Linked DNA regions of Arabidopsis thaliana: region 2 is linked to region 1. Evidence: chromatin contacts called from public capture Hi-C data. All regions are on one chromosome and are shown on one strand. The core of a region is the stretch at or near the end of the contact, and the rest is flanking DNA. Distances in the headings are between cores, read along the strand shown.

Evidence for each region. Capture Hi-C pulls out chosen DNA fragments and counts their contacts.
Region 2: a contact with region 1 is called in a capture Hi-C map of seedling, with 2.7 times the contacts expected there. A contact is called at or near these places in 2 of 26 Hi-C or Micro-C datasets (root and seedling) and 1 of 3 other capture datasets (seedling).

The regions. Positions count from the first base shown.
Region 1 is chr1:21,637,886-21,644,143 of TAIR10.1, forward strand. ZW2 (transcription factor-like protein) reads left to right here and starts at 3,206. Exons shown (of 1, transcript NM_104613.4): 1 at 3,206-4,156. The coding sequence starts at 3,265. The coding sequence ends at 3,942.
Region 2 is chr1:22,228,166-22,234,423 of TAIR10.1, forward strand. AT1G60300 (NAC (No Apical Meristem) domain transcriptional regulator superfamily protein) reads right to left here and starts at 2,583. Exons shown (of 1, transcript NM_104719.1): 1 at 1,615-2,583. The coding sequence starts at 2,583. The coding sequence ends at 1,615. It also overlaps the pseudogene AT1G60290 and the pseudogene AT1G60310.

The DNA of each region.
Region 1 (6,258 bases), core at 1,956-4,455:
TGTAACACTCCGATTTTAGGAATATGGTGGTGCATGCGAAAACGTTTAATAGAATTGATTTGACTATTTATATCACCAACGTGCATTTATCTTTTCGGTGAAACTTTTTGGGATAACTTCATAGTTAAGTGTGCTTAAGCTGAAAAATCTCAAAATTGGTGACCTTCCAGAAAGTGATTGTTGTAACCATGTAACTGAGGATAAAACATGGAAAAATTATGTGGTGATTTTTAGGATCAGTAACAAGGCTTTAAAATCTCCCAAACGTAGCTTACCAACTATCAGACAGAGGTAAAACTACGGAAACGAGAGAAAAACGTGGAACTCACTAATAGGAACAGTTAGTTGATTAAACCACTCTTTTACTTCACTGATAATAACCATATGAGAATTCTATCCATCATAACTTCTAAAGCTTTTTTAAACAAAAAGTCATTATTATTTTGATATATTTTAGTTTTATAAACTTTAATTTAAAAAATTATATTGAATCAAAATAGGAGAGACATGTGTTTTATGGGATTCTCGTAAATATCTTAGAGTTTCTTATTTAAGAATCTTTCTTCACTCTTTTCTTCCTTGAGTGAAAAAAAAAAGTGTTTGAAGTAGGAACACGAACTCAATAAAGAATAAAAAGATGATAGATAACATAAAACGTAGGAAACTCGTATTTGAAGTCCAAAAGTTTTAGTGAATATGCTTGGCCTACCTTAGCCCCATAAGTACTACCAATTCATATATAAATAATCCCATCACGAAAAGCGACCTTATACAGTGATGGAAAATGATTTTTGCACACTTCAGTCGTAGTCTAGAAATCCATTAATGAGAAACAACTTTTGTTTATGAAACACTTTATACATGAGTTTTTAGCTAGGGGATTATCACTAGGAAATATGATTGTCGTCACAAAATTCTCAAATTGTATGATGGGGACTAGTTTGTTCCACACCAAGGATATGAGATCGTTGACAAGCTCGGTGAAGTTAGAGGTGAGAAAATGAAAAAAGTAAAGATGTATGTAACACGAGACGAGATATACCAAGCCTCGGCTCACCTTATATAAAAAATACTTCAATAGAAAATCTTTTAAAGTTGTTGCACACACTTATTGGGCTTACAGACAACTAAAACAAATACTTAGCTTCTCACCAACCAATTTCTTATTCTACGCAAAGTATTGAGATCATTCAGAATCCATAGATCATTCAGAATCCATGCACACGAACGCCTGCTTCTCGAACAAAGTAAATTCCTTCTTTCTAAGATTAAAACAAAAGCTAGCTCTTGATCTTTTTTCTTCTATGAAAGGCCTAATCTTTTATATATACACTTTGGTTCGGTTCTCCTATGAATTTGTACAAGCACGTACGACGAAAATTATACATGTTGAAATAGGCTTTTTACCTATGGATTTGCATATTATTTTTATAATCATACCAAAAAGTGTTACTTTTACATGTGACTCTGTGAGTTTAATTAAGTCCGTTTATCTTTGCCAGCAGCTTATTTGAGTTATTTAGTTTATAAAGAGTTCTTTTTTTTTTGTAATAAAAACATACCTATTTGAATAAACATTGAGTGTGTTATTTGTACAAAATAAAATAATTTAATAACACATCTTTTATTTTTTTGATACTACTGATTAACAAAACTTTATAAGTTTTTTTTTTTTTGTTCCTTTTTTAATCTTACCTACAATGGTTCCAAGTTCAGTGTAGCGACATTCGCTTCATTCAATGTCTTTGTTTCTTAACCACTACGATTGGTTTATTATATCTATTGTTATTTGTTGTTTTCTACTTGAACATTACCACACAACACAAGTGTGAAGTTTAAATGTAAAGACAAAAGTCTGGATTCCAGAAGAAGAAAAGAATATACGTTATAGATTCTCTTCACACATGTCTACAATTTCTTAAGATCGTCAGCCTTAATATTCTTTTATCAACGTAACATAAAACTTTTGTACATTATCAAAAAAATATAAAAAAAATTGTAACTTGAAATGATAGATCAATGTAGCTTGTCAATGGATGCTACGTCCGGTTTAGGACCTCCTCCAGCACTTCGATATTTTTTTGCGGGTTAAATCTGCAGCTCTGAATATGATTGTAACCCTTTTTGTTTTGTGACAGTGAATTTTACGTTGTGTATGGAAGTTTATTACTATGCATAGAAAAAATGTTTTTTATATCCATGAATATGAACAATGTGATTACATTACATATACCTTTTATTTTAGATCTCCATACACATTATTATACATCAATACTATGATTCAAAAACATAATATATTAGCCAATACTGATAATCATCATAATTATGTTAAAATCATTAATAGTCTATTAAGTAAAATATAAAAATAACCATCTATTAAATTGAAAACGTTTCACTTTTGGATAAATTTAAATTATCATGGCATTCTACAGTGTCTATAAACACTTAGCTCCAATAATGTTAACTTTTCTGAAATCAATATAAAAATAACCGAAAATGGTTGCTAAATATTTCTTATGTGATGTGTATATAGCCACTTAACTCTTATTTTCACTGATCACACCTTCAAAAATATATAGTTTCGTAATTTAATAGATGGCTAGAACAATTATTAAGACATTAGGTCATCTCCATTGGTCATCTCCATTGGTCACATACTTTAAAAGTTTCTCAAAAAAAAAATATAATAATATTTTATTATGATTTAGTTTCTGTGCAATTATAAATACACACATATACACATAATCTCTCAATCATTACTCTAAAATTTCTCTGCAAAGAAACTATTCTCAATCTCTCTCCTATCTCTCTTCTATTTTATTATTATTTTATATTTTTTAGTTAATGAGAAACTATGTGAGAGACTACTGATGGAGATGGTTTTAGATGATAAGTAGATGGTCAAGATAATACATCCCAGTCCTTTTTTATTTATTTGTTGAAGTAATTTAGATATTCAATTGATAATTTGGATGTCTCTATAAGAAACAAAAATTTACCTAGAAATGACATGCCCTAAAATGTTTCAAATTACGTAAATTATCTGTATGAGAGATCGTACATTTTGTACTATTTTGTACCATTCTGAAACCGCTTACTGCTCCCATTTACTATTAAAATTAAACATTCTAATTACTACTTAACTTCACCAAAATCGACCTATAATTTTTAACGATGATGTCTTTGTCTTATATAAATACTTAAACAGACACACATGCATGTCTCGTCTATATTCATTGACTCACTTGGAACTATATATGAGTCATGCCAATCACTAGCAGCTCTGAAACTTTTGCGAGCTTCTTCAATGACTGGCTCTGCCGTCACAGGCAATTCGTCCAACAACTTGCACACCTTGCTGATGAAACAACCATTGTAACTCCAATAGAAGAAGAATCTCTTGTGAGTAACTTTCTTTCTCACTATCTCCAATACTACGAAGAGAAATCAGTTGCCATGTCCGTGGCCGGTGACGATATATATGATTTCTTCTCTCCACCATGGCTCAGCTCATACGAGAAACTCATCCTCTGGATCGGAGGTTTTAAACCAGGTATGGTTTTTAAGCTCATAACCACTTCTGTTAATGACCTTACGAGCCACCAAATAGACCAACTCGAGAGCATTCGGTTAGAGACTAAACGGAGGGAGAGAGATTTGATGCGAAGGTTCGCGCTTCTACAACAGAGCGTGGGGGATCCACTTCTGATGGTTCCATTTAGGCGCATCGGAGTGTTGAGGCTTGGCGAAGGAGAGCAGCCAGAAATGGAGGATGCAATGGAGGTTTTGAAGGTAGAGATGATTAAAGCGATGAAGAACGCTGATCAACTCCGGTGTGTGACGGTTGGGAAAGTGGTGGAGGTTCTGAATCCACGGCAGTCGATCAAGCTGCTAAGAGCCGCTGGAGAGTTTTATCTCCGGCTGAGAGATTTAGGTGTGTAGAGAGAAACAGTTCTTTGCTAGGACTTTAATGTTCTTTTTTTTTTTTTTTGAGTGTTCTAAGTATTTCGAAATCAGGTTTGGTCTTATAAGTGAACAACATTTGTTCTACAATAAAAACAAATCCGGTAGTGCTTATGTATAGGTTTGGGCTTTGGACATGAGTTTTGTATGTAATTACGTTTCATGCCATCGTACTTTTAGTTCTCTAGTGAGAGTTGATCCTACTTTGTAAATGATAGTCAGATTTTGATGAATGATGTAAGAAAGATAGTGGTTTATTTAATCAGCCAATCTTCTATCCCTTTCTTCATTTTCTTCCCCAAAAATGTCTTCTTCTTTATGTTCGATTGTAAGAAGCCTTTGAATAAACAATACAGTCCACAACTTACCGTAACACAAAATTAATTTTTACAATTCATGGCATTCAAGTTGGTGGTAAGTCTTCTAGCTCTTGCTCTTGTTACATGTAGCTTATATTAAGATTACTTGCAGTTCTCAGTAGGCATTGATTTCCATACATATTGACTAGTTGGGCCTTGGCGAATGGATAGGCTTTTCTTGTTCAGCGTCTAGGTCCGCCCATTTTTGGGTTTTGAACAGTATCATGTTTTAATTCATATGATCTATTGGCTAAAAATTAGAAATTCTTATATCCATTTTTGCAAAAAAAAAAATTAATAGGATAAAATGAAGAAATTAGTATCTTTTGCTTTTCTTTCTCTTGTTATGGCCAGTGATAATAACAATTTAACTTACCCATTTCGATAGTCCATGCTTCTCATATGTTTTTCACGTTTCACCGTCGAATTTAAAATCTTCTTCACTAATATTGAGGTACTAAATATCATGTTTTTTCAACTTAATAGTGTTTATTGGCAGAGGCGCTCAAGGGATCACTCTCCCATGAAGTTGCCTCATTTATAAAATATTTAAGCGGCAAGAACACAAAAAGACCATCTTACTATCTACTCATGCACTTGACTTGAAACTTCTAAAGCTGTAGAAAACTGATTCTCCATAAATACTTTAAGTCTTTAATAATCAAAATTCCATCCAATTCTTCGTTGCACCATGGGAGCACAACAAGTACTGAAGTACAAATGAAATAGAATTGTCTTCCATTATTATCACTAACCCTTTTACTTTCTGGAATTCACATTATGTAACGGATCATAATTCGATTCCACACGTAGTGCATTACTTAGTGCACGATTGCTTCATCATGACTACATGTAAAAACTAAAAAGCATTGGTGGGTTTGACAAAAAACTGTTGACGATACAACTTCGGTTTATGCCTGCTGTCGGAAAAAACCGATACCTAAAGATGCTTCTTTTCGTGGTGCAGATTTTGGTTAAGAGATTGGGAAACCATCCATAATGGCTTGTAAGAATCGGATTCGTATGTGCAGTTGTGGTGATAGACACCTTGGATGAGACAATTCCTTCCGGCTTAATGTTATGTTTCGAATTAATTTAGGCAACATTTTCATGAGTTATGAGAACTAATTCGTTTTGCTTTTCAGGAATTGTCACTCATAACTTTTTAGTCTGGCAGAATCAGAGCATCTCTCTAACTTCATATTAGATTGATGCAATGCATCTCTACTTTAATTTGAAACTTTGATGCTTAGTTTTGTAGCTACGTGACACTAGTTGCGTCAACTCAAGATTATATTAGATTATATAATTTATAGTATTTAGGTTACTATTGAGTCTTGACTCCATAAATAACCAACTGTTTATGTATAGGTCTATGACTATGATACGAAGTAAAAATTTAAGCATATACCTATAACTAATTATAGAAAACAAAACTTGTGACGAGTGTCACGTATTTTTGTAGTCATCATTTAAGCATAATACTATTTTTGTGTTACTATACGGACAAAACTAGAAAACTCGTAAACAAGAAGAAACAATTAATTTGTTTGAGGCTGATACTTTCTTACTTCTATGGTTTACTTTCTATTTACCTTGTGAGTGATAAATGACAACCCTTAAATCTATTTATATATGTCCCAAAATCCGACATAATAAAGAACAAAACTCTTGAGAAAATACTAGCTAGCCTTCGACGCATATTTGATATTAAGTCACTATTAACCAACAGTTGATTAAAATTAAACATGCGGGTAATAGATACTAATAATTTTAGGGTTCTTCCAAAATATTGAAGTGACAGCATTATTGTGCGTTGGATGTAGGCAAATGGACATCACATCACTATATTTAAAGAAAGGTTCGCATAATTACGGTGGCTTTCTATTAATTTCCAAAAATGTACATTGTATAGCGTCACAACTTCATAAAGGAC
Region 2 (6,258 bases), core at 1,333-3,832, 590 kb after region 1:
GTGAATGGATTAAAAAAAAGAAGGGAAACACCTCAATAATGTAACCAAAAAGTCTACATAGTTGTCAACCAGAGTTTCCAAGTTATTTAGACCATATAATTGTCTCAAGTCAAGCACCAACCTTTGATAATGTTTGTCCTTATTCATAAAACGGTCGGCGCATCTTCATCATATCAAGTTAGAATAGCATAAGAATATACAGAAATAGATACTCCGATCCACATGTCCTTCACTTTCCACGTGAGTACCACACAGTACAATACTCCACATGTGAAATTAGTAGTGTGGACGTGTGGTAAAACACGGATTTAGGTTATTTACTTTGATTGTCTAATGTCTAATTGATAAGATTCAGATTTTTTTTTTCTTTGACCAATAGTTCCAAATCTTTGCCCCATAATTTACTGATCACTGGTTTCGTTTGGCGTAATGTGGAGAATCAAGACCAACTATTGATAATATAATTTTTATCTGTTGGGCATTTTTGATCCTAGTCCATGACATTCTTTGAATATCCTTAAAAACAGAGGAAAACATTTGAAGGGAGCTAAAAAGTCTTATTATTGAATATTGAAACATAAAGACCTACAAGAAAAATGTCTCATATTCATTTGTTCTCTTTTGCTTCTTCTTCGACTTTGTTCTTATTCATCAACTGGGCCAATCTCTCTGCAAGATTTAGCCTAGTCGCAGGAGACACCCCATTACTTCCAATGATTGATTAAAGAACTGCCAACAGCTTATTCTCGACCATAGCTTGTCCAGTTGTAGGAATGATATCGTCTTTAGAAAACGCAATCTGCAAAACATTTTAATTCACAACAAACATATAGTAGTGAGAACGTGTAGCTATGCACACTTTTATGACATTGTTTTAAAAGCCAATTTCAAGTTTTTTTTTTGAAATTTGAAAGCGTTTATATAAAAGCGTTTATGCTCATTATGCTCACTTTCTCCTTGGTATCCTGGTTTGGTGTCTAAGGTGCAGCGACAATCTTTTCCAGTGGCTCTACCCAACTCCTCTTCTCCTTCACGGTTCAAGACGACACCGCAACTCTTGGTTTATACATGGCGACGACGGTGTGGCAACAACAAGCCTTGGCAAAGTTGATGACCTAACCTATCTCTTAATTCTCTGTTTCTTCCTGGAAAAATATATGACGGCTATATGACGGCTATATGTAAACAACGATATACACACGAGCACACACACGAAATCGCAAAACAACACAACAACGATGATCTCTGCTAATCAGATAAAAACAAATGTCAATTTTTCTGCCCATTGATCTTCATTTATAGATTATTAGGGTTGCTGATTCAGAAACATGTAGTTGGTTTCAGATCATATCAATTCTATACGTTTAGGCTCAACTTGTCTCTGATGTTTTTGATTGCTGCTAATATGGTTGTTTACATGCGATTAGCAAATTGCAGCGACGACAAAAAAAGTCTCTCCTCTCACTACCACAAACCACAAGAAATAAGCATACTAGTCTTTAAACCATATTGAACAGAGAAATAAGAAACACAAAGACTCATGAATCTATAGATGTGTGTATCTAGAATATTCGTAAGATACTAAGATGATCACAAAAACCAAAGTAAAGTATCCTATCTATCATAAGTCAACTTGATAACGCACAACACTTTATTCTGCTTCACGTTTTTGCTAAGCCTATACTCTTGTATAGTCCAAGTTACCGTCACTTCTTCTCCATCACAAAGATATATTTGTCTCACCGTTTCATAGAACTCAAATACCTTCTTGAAACCAATGACCTTTCCGAAATTTGACTTGATCAGCTTATCACCGTGCAGGATCTTCCAGTAACCACCATCGCATTTATCAGTTTCACCACAAGTCTTGTTAGCGAAGATGCAGGTTCCGTAATCATTAAACATCCGATCTTGAAGATCCACAAGCTCCAATGGATGCAGACAGTACACGTTGTTGGTAACGTAGCTAGGCCACTCGTTTCCTTCCGAAGTCATTATCGCGTCCAGATAAAATTCATCCTCCTCTTGTGTATTGGATAAATAATATCCATAAGATGGCAACAGCTCATTTTCAAGAACCGATTCTGATGTAGTGTAGAAATGCTTGCTTAGCAAGAAACTAATTTCAGCTTCAAACATAAACCGAATTTTGCAAATCACATGATCTTGCTTCCAGTTCAAGTTATTGGTAAGCCTATACTCTTCCATTACCCAACTTCTCTTGTAGTCTATAGGTTTCCTCTTTAGGCAAAACTTGAGTATCTTCTTGAACCCTAGAATCTTCCCAGTCTCCTCCGACTTTATCAGTTTATCACGACCAATGATCCTCCAGCAACCCGAATCACATCCATCGGTTTTACCACAAGCCTCTGTTCGTGGTTTAACGATCACGAATCTAGGTCTCTCAGAATTGAACACCTTATCTGGATTCTTGGTGAACACGTTTGCGTCTTCGATGAAGTGATCTGGCCAAGAATCTCCGTTAACGACCATACCCTTCAGATAACGTGAGATTATTACTTCGTCTTCTGAGTATAACAGTTCGTGTTTGATTAGATCATAAGCTGCGTCGTCGTCCTCCATAATGAAACTAAATCGATCAAAAAAATTATCTAGAGAAAGATCAATCGCAAGAATGAGTGTTTGTTTCTTGGAGATGAAGGGAAGAGGAAGAGAGACTCGTGTTAATAAGTTAGTGGCGACCGTTATATATAATTTTTGTGTTGACCAATTTACCCCTGATGATATCTCTTTATTTCGCAATTATGAACTACCCTTTCCTCCGCGGATAATTTTTTTGTAAACTTTTTTTCTTCTTTTCTTCTGGTGCTTTTGTTAAAATAAATTACTGTCAGTTATACGATAGTTTTGTTTCGTTGACATATGTATAAGTAATAATCTTATTTCTTTTTTTTGAATTTCATGTTAAATTAGATTCAAAAGAAAACGTTTTTACAACAAGTGCAGCTTTAATTTAGATTACAATAGCAGAGAAAAGATTAAACTTTGATGAGTTGAGAACTTAGTGCTTTGACGCAAACCACTTTTGGAGACCACTCGCATAACGCCCATCGCCCATGAGCCTAATTGCTGATAATCGATTTCGAATCTGCTTGTCTAGCCATCCGACTAACCGAGCTGGTGGGTTAGGATCATCCCCATGCATTCTTCCATTCCTCTCTCTCCATAATGCATAGATTACAGTCTGAAACACATACCTTTGTAAAAATCCTTCTACCCGCTGGTTTTGGTGGCAAGAGACGCGCATTAGGTTCGTGTGCCAATCTGTTGAGTAGCTAGTTTGAAAAATGTTCTTAGAAGAGGTGCTCCCTAGTTTCTACCTCGGTGTGACAGAGAAAACACGTGTCTGTTGCTCCGACATTCCACATCCTCATACGGTCCCCGGTGGAGAGACGATTTAGAACCGCTAGCCACACACAAAAGGATTGCCTAGGCGTCGCGTGAGTAAACCATACTCCTTTGTGCCAAGTGATCGTGGGAGAGATAGTTCTTAGATGATGCCATGTATCCTTGGTAGAGAAACGTGGCCGATAAGTGTCATTTATACCACGCCAAAGAATATGATCTGCTTCATCTTTACGATTCTGCATTTTTTTATTTAAAGCCTCTTCTATTTGCATGAGTAATCCGTCTCTATGCCTTCGACGACGACGCATTGTCCACGCATCCGCCACAGATTTTTGCCAATCTATTCCCAAATCAATAGCACCTCGCTCACCCACAAGATCAGATAAACGACCCAAATCAGACCAGTTATCATACCAAAATGATGTGGTTTGCCCATTCTTGACTTCCGCTCGACATAAAGGACTTGCAACTGCCCGATATTTGAGGAGTTTCTTCCACATCCAAGAGCCTATGTGTGTTTGACAGACCAGAAGGACTTCTGTTTGAGAAGATTTTCTTCTATCCACTTCACCCAAAGAGAGTTTCCATGAGACACTATTCTCCATATTAGCTTCAAACAACAGACATCGTTAGCCTCCTTTAAGGATCTTAGACCCAAACCACCTTCATGCTTAGGCTTACAAATCTCTTGCCATGACACCTTTGCTTTCGTTGTTTTCATTTCCTGCCCAGACCAAAGAAATGCAGAACAAATTTTATCCACTTCACGAATACAACCGCGAGGAAGTCTAAACGCTGCCATCCAAAAGTTACAAATACTCCAGAGTACTGAACTTATTAGATTCAATCTACCAGCAAAAGAGAGAAATCTTGCTGTCCAAGAGCCAATTCGTTGTCTTATCTTTTCAAGGAGAGGAAGGTAATCAGCTGCAGATAGACGTTTATTAACAAGGGGAAGTCCAAGATACCTTACAGGTAATGTTCCCACTGAAAACGGGTATGTAGAGGTGATCGTTTGGTGAGCTGTTGCAGACGTGCCCGCTAAAAACAGAGTCGACTTCTCCATACTTATTCTGAGTCCTGACCACAGAGCAAAGTCATTGAAAACTCGGACCACTCCATCAATTGACCGAATTTTACCATCAGAGAGAACCATGATGTCATCTGCAAAACTTAGGTGAGTGAGACCTATATTTTTGCAAACTTAGGTCAATAGAGGCAGTAAAATAAAATTTTCTTAATTATGAAAGCACCTTTATTTTCTTGTTCATGTTTAACACACTTTATAGCTGTTATACAGATATTTGTATCCTTAACTAATAAAATTAAAAACACATAATAAAATAATACAAGTACATGACTGTAATAGTAGGCGAAATTCTAAATTATTGGCAATATTTAGAATTACTAATGAAATGCATGATTAGCCAACTCACTGTTTCTTAACAGCTGATCAATATGAATATATATATATATATGGTACTAATTTACTACAACTCACTAGTTTACGTTCACCTGAAATTGGTATCATTTACATATTTCGGGTGAGCCACGGATCTAAATCTTAAAGTCAAGTTAAAAAATCACGGATTGACTCAACATAACATACATGATTGAACGTGTCTGACCCATCAAAACAACCCTCTATATATATAAGCCCAAATTTGCATTGCAAGTGTTCGTGCTTCTTAGATTTGAGGTTGAAACGTTGATGTTAATTATGACCTGTTTCACTCTTCTCAATTTACTTTTCTCCTACTGAATCAAACACCTCAATAATGTAATTAAAAAGTCCAAAACCAATTAATGAAGAACGCAACATCACAGATTCTCCGCACTTAAAGTTAATTTCTGTCAAAGATTTTCCAAGTTATTAGACCATATATATAGTTGTCTTAAGTCAAGCACCAGCCTTTGTTAATGTTTGTCGCGGATCACAAAGCATAATTTTTCTTCCCTAGCTGTTTGAAGGAAAACTTTTCTTCATCCCATCAGAAGAGAATTTGAAGAATAGTTTTAAAAGAGTTTTTGGGAAATATATGTTTTCCGAGTAACTTCCATCTAAACCTTATTTATAAAACAATTGGCGCATCTTTGATATATACAATAGAACCTAGTTCAACTACTGACCATTAACTTACTGCACCTTTGGTAAAGTGAAAAAGCACTCTTTACCACACAAAAAGGGTGTATATCAAATGTAACTTGGAAAGTCAATCTGAGAAAGAAGAAGTCGTTTGTTTATCAAATGTTTAGGGGATTTAGAAAAATAATAAGATAAGTGACTGATCAATACTTCTGGGCCAATAGCCGACGGCGGGAGTGTTTTCGTAAATTTGGTCATGTGTTTATGTCTTATGTCATAACTTTAAATGATAAAATAAACTCTGCCACCAAAACGTAGAAACGAAGCAAGATATGTAGAAAAAGAGATGAAAATTTTAATATATAATTGATACTCTCAAATCTCAATGCATCGATTAACTTTTATTTGGAAGTTTGGTCTAATTTGAGTAATATTAATTCTTATATATGCAGGAACGTATGAAGGTGGGAGGGAAACACGGCGAATCTATTACAATAATGCTAAACTTAGGGCTTGACTGGTTTAACAATTAAAGTCAATACATAATTTACTCATCAATTTTTGTGCTTGGTCGTGATGAGTAACGTTCTCTCTAACAGGGAGCATAAAGATCATTCGATTTGTAAAGTAAACCATTAGAATATCCGCAGTATCATAGGAAAAAATCAATAATATTAGATTAGAACATTTCTTCAACTCAAGAAATCTTTTTGGATCCGGTTTTGATTAGGTTTTATGTCAACCTCTATTATATTACTTTTTTTTGTCCCTTCATTATGACTTATGAGACGTGGTGAATTGGG